3 separate regions of the Sus scrofa genome follow, and all the other regions are linked to region 3. A link is a contact called in public Hi-C and HiChIP or PLAC-seq data. All regions are on one chromosome and are shown on one strand. The core of a region is the stretch at or near the end of the contact, and the rest is flanking DNA. Distances in the headings are between cores, read along the strand shown.

Region 1 (3,751 bases), core at 247-2,746, 35 kb after region 3:
TGAGCACTTCCTGTGTGGGTGCTGGGCCCTGTGCTGGGTGCTGGACCAGCAGTGAGAGGATCGGGGCTCTGACAGAGCTGGTCTTCTGGGGAGGGGTAGGGACCCAGCTGTACCCACCAGCCATCCCAAAGCACAGGTGACTGTACACACAGAGAGGATCCTGGCTCCCGGGCATGAGTGGGAAGGGACAGCCAGGTGAGGAGAGGGGTGGGATGGTGTGGGGGGAGACTGAGGCCTCCTGGGCAGGCCGGTCTAGCAGCCCCACCCCAAACACCTGGAGCCAAGGTCACACACACACACACACACACACACACACACACACACACACACAACACCCATGCGTGCATGGGTCAGGTGAGGGCTGGGGGCTGGCTGGGGAGTTCCCTGCAGGTCCCACCAAACATTCCAGAGGACTGAGGTCAGCCCTCACAGCTCCTGTGCCTTGAGCTGTAGCCTTGGGGGGCAGCATGTAACTTGAGGCAGCCTCAAAGGGAAGGTGATCACCCAGTTCAGGCCTGGTTGGGGGATAGCTGGGGCAGGGTGAGAAGCCCCTGGAAGGATAGACTGGGGCCTGGAGGAGAGGGAGGACAGTCCAGACCTGTGCCCCCACGTGGCCAGGCCCAGGTCTAAGGACCATGCACCACAGGGCTGTGGGGACAGAGACAGGGAGCTGGCCCGGCTCAGGATGAACTGAAGCTCTCAGATCTGGGTCAGGGCCTCAGCTGAAACGGGGTTGTGTTTTGCTTTTTGTTCTGTGGCCCCCACCCCTTGGCCTTTTTCTCCATCAGTCAGGGGAAACACTTCTTTGCAGGACTGAAGGACAGTCCTTCATAGAGCTCAGTCCCCATGCCTGACTGCAGTCCCCTATTCTTTACTTCTTCTTTTATTTTGGCTGCGAATGGTCCAGGGATCAAACCCACGCCACAGCAGCGACCAAAGCCAGAGCAGGACAACGCCCTATCTTTAATCTGCTGTGCCACAAGGGAACTCCAGTGGTCCCCTTTTCAAGCCAATAATAGGGTGAACTTTGGGGGAGCAATCTGGGGAGGCGGCTAAGCCTCTAAGCCAGTTGGGGTGCTCCTGCACGATAGCTGGGGCCAGGATCAAGAAGCTGAAAAGGAGACACACCAGGTTCTCAAGCAAAGATGCAAGAGGGAGCCATGGCAGGTTCTGGAGCAGGAGAGTGGCTAAAAGGAGTCAGTGTATCTTAGCCCCGGCCAATAGACTAATGTTGTTGCCAGAGGGCAGGGCCGGGCTTTGGCTCAGTGCCAGGGTCCCGCGGGCTTCCTCGAGTCTCCGGCTGCGTCAGGATCTTGCCCGGTCCCGCGCCAGAAACCCGGAGCACTGCAAGGCGCACGCGCGCAGACACGCCCCACGGCTAGAGCGGCCTTTCAGCCCCGCCCCCGTCGTGCGCACAAGGGCGGGTCATGAGGGGCGGGGTCTGCGTCGGGGCGGGGCCGAACTTGGCTATAAAGGTGGTGGCGACGCGGCGCGCCCGGCTCCTCTCGGCGGTGGCGGCCCTGACGGAGGAGTCCGCGGTGGCGGCAGCGGCGGTGGCGGCGCTGTTCCCCGCGCGGTCCGCGCAGCGGGGTCCGGGCTGCGGCGCGTCTCGGGCGGCGGCATTGCGGCCCCGGCCCGAGCCCGACCCCGGTGAGTGCGGCCCGGTGACCCCAGCCTGGCTCCAACCCAGGCGCGGGGATCGGGCCCCACGGAGCCTCGCCGCCCTGGCCTGGGCTCCCGGCGCGCTGGCCGCGGCCACTCAACGCCCTCCTTTGTCTGCTCCCGCCCACAGGGTCCCCTTCTCGGCCGCCCCCCCGCCCACGGGCCGCCCCCGGGCCCCTCGTCCCCTCCCCCGCTGGCGGGGCCCGGACAGAAGATGGTGCAGAAGAAAACAGCCGAACTTCAGGGCTTCCACCGTTCGTTCAAGGTGAGGGCCGGATCGGTTTGGGGGCGCCTCGGCCGTACCACTGGAGTGGCCGGTGGCAGGGCGCGGGAGCCCGACCCCAGGATCCCTCGGGAGCTCGGGGCAGCACCCCACCCCGCTCCTGGGGCTGCTTCAGCTGTGCACTGGTAGGGGTGTTCAATTGGCCGCAGTCCCGTCTCTGATATCCTGGGGCCTGTGGGTCTTTCTTCTAGGAGTCTGGCCTATGGGGATCCTTCCTATGTGTTCCCCGCAAACCCCAGCCAGGGGTATACTGGGGGGGAGGGCGTTCAGTAGGCCACACAGTTCAGTCCCTAGCGCCCTGGGGCCAGTAAGGTCTTTCCTCTGCTGCCCCCCCTCCCCCGCCTGTGGGGGCCCCTGGATTTGTGTCTCCTGAAGACCCCTGCTGAGTGTGCACTGGGGCATCTGCAGGCCACAGTCCTGACCCCAGCGTCATGGGGCCTGTGGGGTCTGTGGAGTCCTTCCTCCAGAAACCCCAGGCAGGGCTGCAGGCACCCCCACGCCCTCCTAGGTGGTCTGCAGAATGGGGCAGTGGATTGAATGCTCTCCCAGTCCTCCACCTTCCAGACACCCTAGGCCAGAGTGCTATTTCCTGTCAGAGCGGGAAGTTTCTGCTGGGGCCCCCTGGCTGTGGCCGCCAAGTCCTGGTCTCAGATGAACGAGTCTGGGGCAGGGGGAAGGGGGGCACAGGCAGGTGCTAGGCAGTGGCCCATAGGGCCCGGCCCAGGGGACGCAGTGATGTCAGCGCAGCGGCCACCCCACCTTGCTAGCTGTGTTACGTAATGGCTTCCCTGGGCAGGGACCTGTTGCCCTGTAGAGAAGGCAGGACCTAGGTGTGTGTGTTCACGCGTGCATGCATGTCCATTTGTGTGTATGTGTGCACGCGCGAATATACCTACAGGCAAACTGCACACCACGGTGGGAGGAGCAAGCCGAGACTGGGTTAAAATTCCCAGGCCTGTCCAGCCAGCGTCCTGGGCCAGCGCCCCACCCCTGCCCACACTCCTGTCATCCTCGCTTCTACCCCCGGGGCAGACACAGCCTTGGCATGTCCAAATGTTCAGGGCTGGGCAAGAGGAGCAGGATGGACTTGAGATGTCACTGGCGGTGGTCTGAGCCCTCCCAGGGCTGGGCTTGAGCCTAGATGGGGTCAGCGTGTGGGGCCAGCACAGTGGCCAAAGCAAAGTCGAACTCTCTGGATGGTTCCAGCCACCTCCTGCCAAGGCCTGCTGACTAGAAACCCGCAGCCAGCTCTAGGCCTGGCCTGTCCACACTGCCTTGTACTACAGCTGGCTGGCATCTGCAGGGTGCCAGATAGCCCTGCTTTGAGGTGGCACTGTGGGAGTCCTGAGGGAGTTGGGGGGATACTGGATAGGAGCCCTGGCTCTGAGGTGGCCCTCTGAGTGGCCATGCTAGGAGGCTTCTTCTATTGCACTAGACTGTTTCCTTGGGCTGGGGCACCTCCCTCAGCCTGGCAGCAGGGCAGCAGATAGACAAATCTGCTAGGTGTCTCTGACACATTTTCCCCATTTTAAGATGAGGAAGTGGGAGTTCCCTGGTGGTTCAGCAGGTTAAGGATCCGGCATTGTCACTGCTGTAGTGTAGGTTCAGTCCCTGGCCCGGGAACTTCCACCTGCTGAGGGTGCCCCCCTCCCCCGCAAAAAATGGGAAAGTGGAGGCTTAGAAATAGTGGGGATTTGTCTTTGGTTCCCCTTGCACTTGGTGACAGGGACACAGGAACTGGCCATGCCTGGTGTCTCTTCACCTTGGTGGCTCAGCCACGCTTCCTCTCCAGGGTCCAGCTCTTTG
Region 2 (3,924 bases), core at 870-3,369, 63 kb after region 3:
TTTTATTATTTTTCAGAGCAGGAAAGGTGCAGTGTGGGCCTGGACTATTTTGTTGAGGGAAAGAAGGGCTGCTTCTCCGAGTTTTGGGGGTGTTGAAGGCACACAGGAGCCCACTTAACGGTATCTCTCATCAATAATGATTAATGAATGATGCGCTCATGAAACTAGTCAAGTTTGAGCACCATGAATTCATAATTATCCTCAAGACAAGACAGGATTTTCTTTATCAAGCCCCTAGTTCTACTTCTACAGCCTGATTTTCTTTGGATGAACCATTAAAAAATTTTTTTAATATATATATATATGATTTTTTTTAGGGCCACACCCGAGGCATGTGGAAGTTCCTGGGCTAGGGGTCGAATTGGAGATGCAGCTGCCAGCCTGCACCACAGCCACAGCAACACCAGATTCAAGACGCATCTGCAGCCTACACCACAGTTTATGGCAATGCCAAATCCTTAACCCACTGAGTGAGGCCAGGGCTCCAACTAGCATCCTTATGGATACTAGTTGGATTCATTTCCACTATGCTACAACAGGAAATCCTCTCTATTTTTTATATATTACTTTTATTTATTTAATTTTTATGGCCACACTCACAGCATGTCAAAGTTCTCGGGTCAGGGATTGAATTTGAGCTGCAGCTGCTGCAGCACCAGATCCTTTAACCCACTGTGCTGGGCTGCGGGGATCTGAGCTGCTGCAGTCGGATTCATAACCCACTGTGTCACAGTGGGAACTCCTATATATTACTTTTTTTTTTTTTTTTTTTTAGCTATTTCTTGAGCCGCTCCCGCAGCATATGGAGGTTCCCAGGCTAGGGGTCCAATCGGAGCTGTAGCCACCAGCCTACGCCAGAGCCACAGCAACGCAGGATCCGAGCCACGTCTGCGACCTACACCACAGCTCACGGCAACGCTGGATCGTTAACCCACTGAGCAAGGGCAGGGACCGAACCCGCAACCTCATGGTTCCTAGTCGGATTCGTTAACCACTGCGCCACAACGGGAACTCCCCCTATATATTACTTTTAAAGTGAAACAAAGATCTTTGAAAAAAAAATCAGGTTTGAGATGGCTTTGCGCATGGTTATAATGTTGTACGATTTGGCCTTCTGTTCATTTCTCACCCCAAAGGGCAGAGGCAGTGGGCTGGCAAGGTGGGAGTGTCTAAAATCCAGGGGCTAAGGCTGATAGTGGAAGTCTATCGTAGGGGTGGGGCTAATGCCAAGGAGCTAGGAGGGCTGATGACATCCACAGAGCTGAGTTCCCAGGTGAAGGGGTTTGGCTTTCATGGGGAGCACCTGGAGGGCTTTAAGCAGCGGCTCCCAAAGACCTGGTTTAAGTTGGGAGGAGGCTAGATTCTAAAAAGAGTAAGGAAGGTTGGGTTGTTGGGGCTGGTGGTTGTCAGGGAGCAAGCTGGGCAGTTTTAGACGACAGTGGTAGTGGAATGGGGCCTGGACTGCCACAGAATTCTCCGGAACAGTGCAAAATGAAAACATGGGGGCGCCCCCCACCCTGAAAAAAACCCCATGCAGCCCAGTGTTAAAAATTTACTTCCCTGAGGTGAGAGCAGAGCCGGTCCTCGAGGGGACCCAGGAAAAGGGAGACGATTCAAGGTCTGCTTTGGAGGTAAGAACCGGCCAGGATTCGGGCTGAAACTGGACACTGAGGAGGAATGTCTTGCCTGTGGCTTTGCGGGCGGTCCATGGGCCACCGCCCAAATGAAGAAATCCCTTCTCCACGGGAAGGACCAGGCTTTGAGAATCCTGAGGTCTCCCAACCCTTTTATTTTTTTTCTGCCCTGCCCGGCATGCAGATGTTTCCAGGCCAGGGATCGAACCTGTGCCACGGCAATGACCCGAGCCACAGCAATGACAACGCCAAATCCTTAACCTGCTGAGCCACCAGGGAACTCCATCCCAGTCACTTTTTAGACGCTTAATTTTCCCCTTCCTTCCCCTTCGCCCCCTCCCCCCCCCCCTTGCCCCTCCTCTCCGGTCTCTCCCCCTCCCCTCCCTTCCCCCCTTGCCCCCTCCTCCCCCCCCTTGCCCCACCCCCTCCGCTCTACCCCCCCTCCCCCGCCCCCTCCCTCCCCGCCCCGCCCCGCCCGGCGCCGCACCGACAAGATGGCGGCGGGTGGGAGCGGCGGGCGCGCGTCGTGCCCGCCGGGGGTCGGCCCGGGAGCGGGGGGCGGCCCGGGGCCCAGCGCCAACGCCGCCCCGGCTCCCGGCAACGCGGCGGCCGCCGCCGCCGCTCCGGCCCCCGCCGCCCCCGGGCCGCCGCCGCCGGTGTCGGGGCCGGGCGCGCAGGCCGCGGCGGGCGGGGAGCGGGCGGCCGAGGAGCCGGGGGCGGCCGCGCTGCTGCGCGAGCCCGTCTACAACTGGCAGGCCACCAAGCCCACGGTGAAGGAGCGCTTCGCCTTCCTCTTCAACAACGAGGTGCTCTGCGACGTGCACTTCCTGGTGGGCAAGGGGCTCGGCGCGCAGCGCATCCCGGCGCACAGGTGGGCCGCTGTCCCGGGACCGCCGTCCCGAACCCTCCGCCCCCGCCCCTGCCATCCCGAACCCCGCTACCCCTGGGATCCACCAACCCCCTGGACCTACCGTCCCCGAACCCTGCCACCCCTGGGACCTACCCCCGGCCCCCAACCCCGCCATCCCCAGGACCCATCTTCCCTGGATCGGGGACCCGCCATTCGCGGAACCCTGCTGGCTCAGGGACCTGCCCTCCCCGGACATCCAGTGTCTCTAGGACCCTTTCGTCCCCAGTACCCATCATCCTCAGGCCCCATCCTTCCTCGGCCCTACCAGGCGCCCATCCACCCCGTATTTCCAGATACTAGCCATATTCTGGTCCTGAGACCCTCTGCCTTTTCATTCTCATCAGTGACTCCTGGCTCTGCGACCCCTGACCCCACCACCTTGGCCAGGATCTCCCAGACCAAGGGACCTTTTCCACCCCTGGCGTTCCTGGGACCTTTCAACCCCTGCCAGGCTCTCCAGGCCCTGCTGTCCCAGCTTGGCCAGCCTGAGGACCCCAGACACAGCCACCTCCCTCCACATCCTCCATCATGACCTCCTCCCCCTGACTTCCCCATCCTTTTTGGGGCTAGACCCCCAGAGCCTCATCAGACCTCCAGCTCATGAACCCAAGACCCCCAGACTCCTGAGCCACAGAACCTGCAGTGACCCCCCATCTCGGTGCTGCCCTCAGCTCCCTGACCCCTTACCCCCAAGGCCTCTTCTCCAGAGGCGGGAGTTCTGGGTCCAGGCCCCATCCCTCTGCCAGTCTCTAGGATGCGGCCCCCAGGCCCTTAGGTGGGGTGGGGCTGATGTCAGACACTGCCCTGCCCACTGCTGGTTCCTCTGGCCCTGCTCTCTGGGTAGCGGGGAGGCGCTGAGGGGGTTCTGTTAGGGGAGGGGTTAGGGGGATTCTCCTCATTCTGCTTGGAGTGTCCCCCAGCCTGCTGTGAGGGTCCTCTCTACCTTTCTGATGTGTGGCTTTTGTTTAGCCTGTGCCTCTGAAATCCTTCTTTCTGGTTTTTCTTGGTTATTAATGAACAACTGGGTCTAAATTCCTGTCCAAGGAAGGTTCCAGGCCCGTGGTTGGGTCCTCAGGACCATGTGTGTGTTGCAGCCCCCCCCCCCACCGAAAACTCAGAGCTGGAGGTGGTGGATGTGCTGCCTTTGAGCCCCCAGCCTCCCTCGCACCGTTCCTACCCCACATTCCTGCTCTGTGGGCGTCCTCCATTGAAGGTGCTAGTTCTTTTTCTTTTTAGCCTTTCAGTGATTATTTCATATGCATTGTTGAAATTTTACCTCCAGTGGTCAGTGGTCGGGTAGATGACTGCCCCATGAGTGACCCTGGCCCTTGCTGAGCCTCAGTTTCCCCCCGTGACTGGGGACTGAGCCCTGGGACCCCT
Region 3 (3,929 bases), core at 745-3,244:
TTTGGAGTCAGGGGCCAAGTGGCCTTGACTGGGGTCCCCACCCTAAGCCCAGCTCCCCTGACTCACATGTACTGGAGGAGGCCCTGCACTGCTGTCTCCCACTGCACCGACGACCTGCCGGCACACAGGACATGGAGGGGCCAGCTGGGGGGAGCTTCCATTCCCCCCACCCAGGTGATGGAGGGGCCCACTCCAGGGAGACCCTTGGACCCTGTGGCTGGGGCGGGGGCGGTGGGCACACAGGCAGGTGTGTGATTCTGAGCCTTACTCGCAGTTGTAGCCAAAGCAGACAACATGTGAGTCTGTGCAGTTGGTGCAGGAGATGGTCTCGTACTGGAAGATGCCTGCAATAGACCAGAGGCAGCCGAAGGTCCCCTCACCCTCAGCCTCTGGGGCCCCATGCTGCTGCTGCTGCACCCCACAACCTGGACAGAGGCTCACCACAGTGACGCTGACAGTCGATGCGGCCTGTGAAAGGGTGAGAGCACAGATGGTATCTTCTTAGCAGGCCTAGACTGTCCTCCCCATCCAGCCCACCTTCCCAGGCTGCCCAAGGCTCAGGAGTGTCCATGGCCCCAGCCTGGGGTGAAGCAAACCATGGGGAAGGGCAGTAGCAATACTCAGGCCTCCAGGGACTGGCTAGGGGAGATGATAGGGACAGGTCAAAATTTATCCTTCCAGGTGTCCTATTGGTGTCCACTAGATGAGAGTGTCCCCCCTCAGAGAGGAAACTTTTTTGGTTTTTGGTTTTTGTGTTTTTGGGGGGTTTTTTTAGGGCAGCATATGGAGGTTCCCAGGCCAGGGGTCGAATTGGAGCTGTAGCCACTGGCCTAAGCCACAGCAATGCAGGATCCTAGCCGAGTCTGCAACCTACGTCACAGCTCACAGCAACGCCGGATCCTTAACCCACTGAGCGAGGCCAGGGATCAAACCCGCAACCTCATGGTTCCTAGTCGGGTTCCTTTCCGCTGCACCACGACGGGAACTCCCAGGGAGCAGACTTTCTCCCCACTTTCTGTCCTTTCTGAGTTCCAACACCCAGCTGCATCATGCCAGATCCCTATTCACATGGCTCTAGTCTCAGCCAGGCCCTGGCTGGAACCTGGGCCTAGGCCTAGAAAGAGGCAAACACTCCTGTGGTCCTGGGTCCTCAGGCTCTGGGCAGCATCCTCCATCCCCGAAGCCCTTATTTGCTCACTTTCGATGATGGCATTCTGGATGAGGTGCACCTGCTCCCGGAAGATAGCTCGCAGCTCGTTGGGGAAATACCCTAATGGGGGGAGGCAGGAGGGAGAAGGTCAGGGGCAGGTGGATGGGTCAGCGTGAGATGCCCTGGGGCCGCGGGGTTGTTCCTCGGTTTCCCACTGTGGCGGCCGCCCCCTTACCCGGGAAATACATCTTTCCCTGGTACAGTTGATCCATTCTCTTGTACACGGCGTTTGCCACTTGGTTCAGTTTCTCCCGGGCTGGGGGTGAGAGGAGAGTTGTGAGAGAGGCCTGGCCCAGGGTCTGGTTGGGCGTGGAGCGCGTGCAGGCAGGGCCGGGGTACTCACTGATTTCCGCGGGGATGGCCAGATGCAGCTCCTTCATCGTGTCCTGGCTCCAGTCGGTGAGCAGCGAACCCGACACAGGGATGTCGCCCACCCACCAGGACTTGAGGTTCACGTGATGGCGGTAGAAGGAGAACTTCTCTGAGAAGTTGCCGTGGCAGTGCAAGCAGCCTCGGGCCAGCGCAGCTGTCAGGCCCAGGCACAGCAGCAGGGCCATGGCCCGCCCCCACCGCCCGCCGCCCGCCGCCCGCGCCCACCGCCCACCGCCCACCACCCGCCGCCCGCCGCCGGCCAACCGACGGCGCCCCTCGAGCCACGCCCCTCTGCCGCGCACCAACAAACGGCGCCCTCGTGCCCCGCCCCCATCGCTCACCAACCAACCGCTCTCTTGTGACATAGCCTCGCCCTCTCCCGCCCCCTCGGCGTAGGCCCGCCCTCGCAACTGACTAGCGACTTCCCACCGCCTACTCCTCTTTCAAGCCACGCCCACCAACCTCAGCTCCCAAAGAGGGCTCCACCCCTCTATTGGCCCCGCCCCTGACCGCGCTCCACGCAGGCGTTCTCGGCCCGCTCAAGCTCCTCCTTCCACGGCGGCCCCACCTCGAGGCCCGGTCCAGCGCTCCGGGCACTCAGCTGCTCCGCCCGCGGGCAGTCTCCGCTCCACTTCCGGGAAGGCCTTGGACAGGAGCGGAAGTATATCCGGGGCGGGGCAGTGGTGCGCGGAGTTTTTCCGCGGCGGACGGCGAGGCAAGGCTGATTGGAGCCCCGGGGGCGGAGTCTGGCGACGAGAGTGGCCAGATCCTTCGGACAGCAGGCGGCAGGTGGGTCCTCGGAGGTATGACCGCGGGCGGTGTGAAGGCTGGGTCCCTCAGAGGGGTGAACGGTGGTAGAGGCGAGGGAGGCCGGGTCCTTCAGAGAGGGCGACCGCGGGCAGGGCGACCTCAGGAGGTACGACCGCGGGCGGCGGGGAGGCCGGGCCCTTAGGGGCGGGGGACAACCGCGGAGGACCAGACAACCGGGCCCCTCAGGGGGGTGAACAGTGGTGGAGGGGCAGGAGCCGTGGCGGCCCTTGGTCCAATTAGCGGTTACAAATGTTACTTTAGGTCACCCCTGGTTGTATCGCTGATCAGGACCCCACCTCCTGATGGATGGAAAGCCCACAGAATTTTAGGGCCCCCAGCCCACTGGGACACCTGCCCTCTGCAAGCAGGCTTCCTTGTCCCAAGAGTCCCTGAGCAGCGGGCAAGGGCTGGGCGGCAGGTGTCGGCACTGACTACCTGGTGACTCCACAGCTCTGTCTCTGAACTGGCTATAGGGCTTGTATTTGCTTTCAATGGCCGAGTATTTTACAAAACGTCGCTGAAAAGGGAAGGAGAGGTGATTGAAAGATACGCAGAGTCACAGGCTCTTTGTAAATAAATGACCAGTGATTCTCCCACTGAGAGAGCCACTGCTCATTTGGGGGTAAGAGTCTCCCAGAATTTATTCACAGGAGCTTTCTGCCCCTTGGATTTCTTTCTTTTTTTTTTTTTAAACCTTTTTATAGAGGCTCAGTAGACTTGCAGTGAACTGCACACATTCAAAGCATACAGTTGGATAAATTGTGGCATGGGATTTGTATCTCATACCCCACTGCCTGCCTGCACTTTGTGATTTTGGATTTGCTTCTGTTACACTTGGCCTCTGTCAGCCGCTTCTTCATCCCACTCTCCACCCAGCATAAAAGTTCAGGGGCTCTTTTTAGCCCATTTCACGGACTCAGCACTGACTGATGCCATGGATGGACAATGTCAGAACAGAGCACTGCCGCCTCCGGAAGCCCTGAGTGCCTGGGGGCATACTCCCCCACCCCAAGTTATGGTAGCCTGTCGGTGTCTGTGGTACTGATCATGAAGTGAAGCAAGGGGAAGTCTTTGCTGCCCCACCCCTGCCCACACCCTAGGGCACCCAGTTTCTCACCAGAGTCTGAATTTGGTGCCTGCCTCAAACAGCACCTGCCCTGTTGCTCCTGTCCTCCAGCAGATGGGTTCCACCCCACCTTTTTTTTTCTTTTTAGGGCCACACTCGCGGCATATGGAGGTTCCCAGGCTAGGGGTCCAAATGGAGCTGCAGCTGTTGGCCTACACCACAGCCACAGCAACACAAAATCTGAGCTGCGTCTGTGACTTACACCACAGCTCACAGCAATGCTGGATCCTTAACCACCTGGGCAAGGCCAGGGATCGAACCTGCGTCTTCATGAATACTAGTTGAGTTCCTTAACCTCTGAGCCATGACGGGAACTCCGGGTTTTCCCCTTTTAAGACCCTCTGGAGCTGAGCTCTCCAGTGTTGCATGACTGGTGAGTCCCCAGAATGTGCCAAAATGAGATGTGCCATC

Evidence for each region. Hi-C and Micro-C count contacts between places; a contact is called where the count stands out from the background. HiChIP or PLAC-seq counts read pairs in DNA pulled down with a chosen protein or histone mark.
Region 1: an H3K27ac HiChIP or PLAC-seq map of alveolar macrophages shows a contact between it and region 3. The contact joins the promoter of MKNK2 here to the promoter of MOB3A in region 3. A contact is called at or near these places in 1 of 5 promoter capture datasets (liver), 8 of 47 Hi-C or Micro-C datasets (alveolar macrophages, blood, embryonic fibroblasts and 2 more) and 2 of 2 datasets of contacts at active chromatin or transcription factors (alveolar macrophages and skeletal muscle).
Region 2: a contact with region 3 is called in a Hi-C map of skeletal muscle, with 2.9 times the contacts expected there. The contact joins the promoter of BTBD2 here to the promoter of MOB3A in region 3. A contact is called at or near these places in 3 of 5 promoter capture datasets (liver and skeletal muscle), 11 of 47 Hi-C or Micro-C datasets (alveolar macrophages, blood, embryonic fibroblasts and 5 more) and 2 of 2 datasets of contacts at active chromatin or transcription factors (alveolar macrophages and skeletal muscle).

What each region holds. Positions count from the first base shown.
Region 1 is chr2:76,508,806-76,512,556 of Sscrofa11.1, forward strand. It overlaps MKNK2 (MAP kinase-interacting serine/threonine-protein kinase 2), which reads left to right and starts at 1,497. Exons shown (of 15, transcript XM_021084205.1): 1 at 1,497-1,650; 2 at 1,793-1,927.
Region 2 is chr2:76,536,419-76,540,342 of Sscrofa11.1, forward strand. It overlaps BTBD2 (BTB/POZ domain-containing protein 2), which reads left to right and starts at 2,120. Exons shown (of 9, transcript XM_021084208.1): 1 at 2,120-2,505. The coding sequence starts at 2,129.
Region 3 is chr2:76,473,403-76,477,331 of Sscrofa11.1, forward strand. MOB3A (MOB kinase activator 3A) reads left to right here and starts at 1,995. Exons shown (of 5, transcript XM_021084201.1): 1 at 1,995-2,371. It overlaps IZUMO4 (izumo sperm-egg fusion protein 4), which reads right to left and starts at 1,825. Exons shown (of 10, transcript XM_003123021.2): 1 at 1,554-1,825; 2 at 1,386-1,466; 3 at 1,199-1,270; 4 at 442-468; 5 at 269-344; 6 at 67-114. The coding sequence starts at 1,767.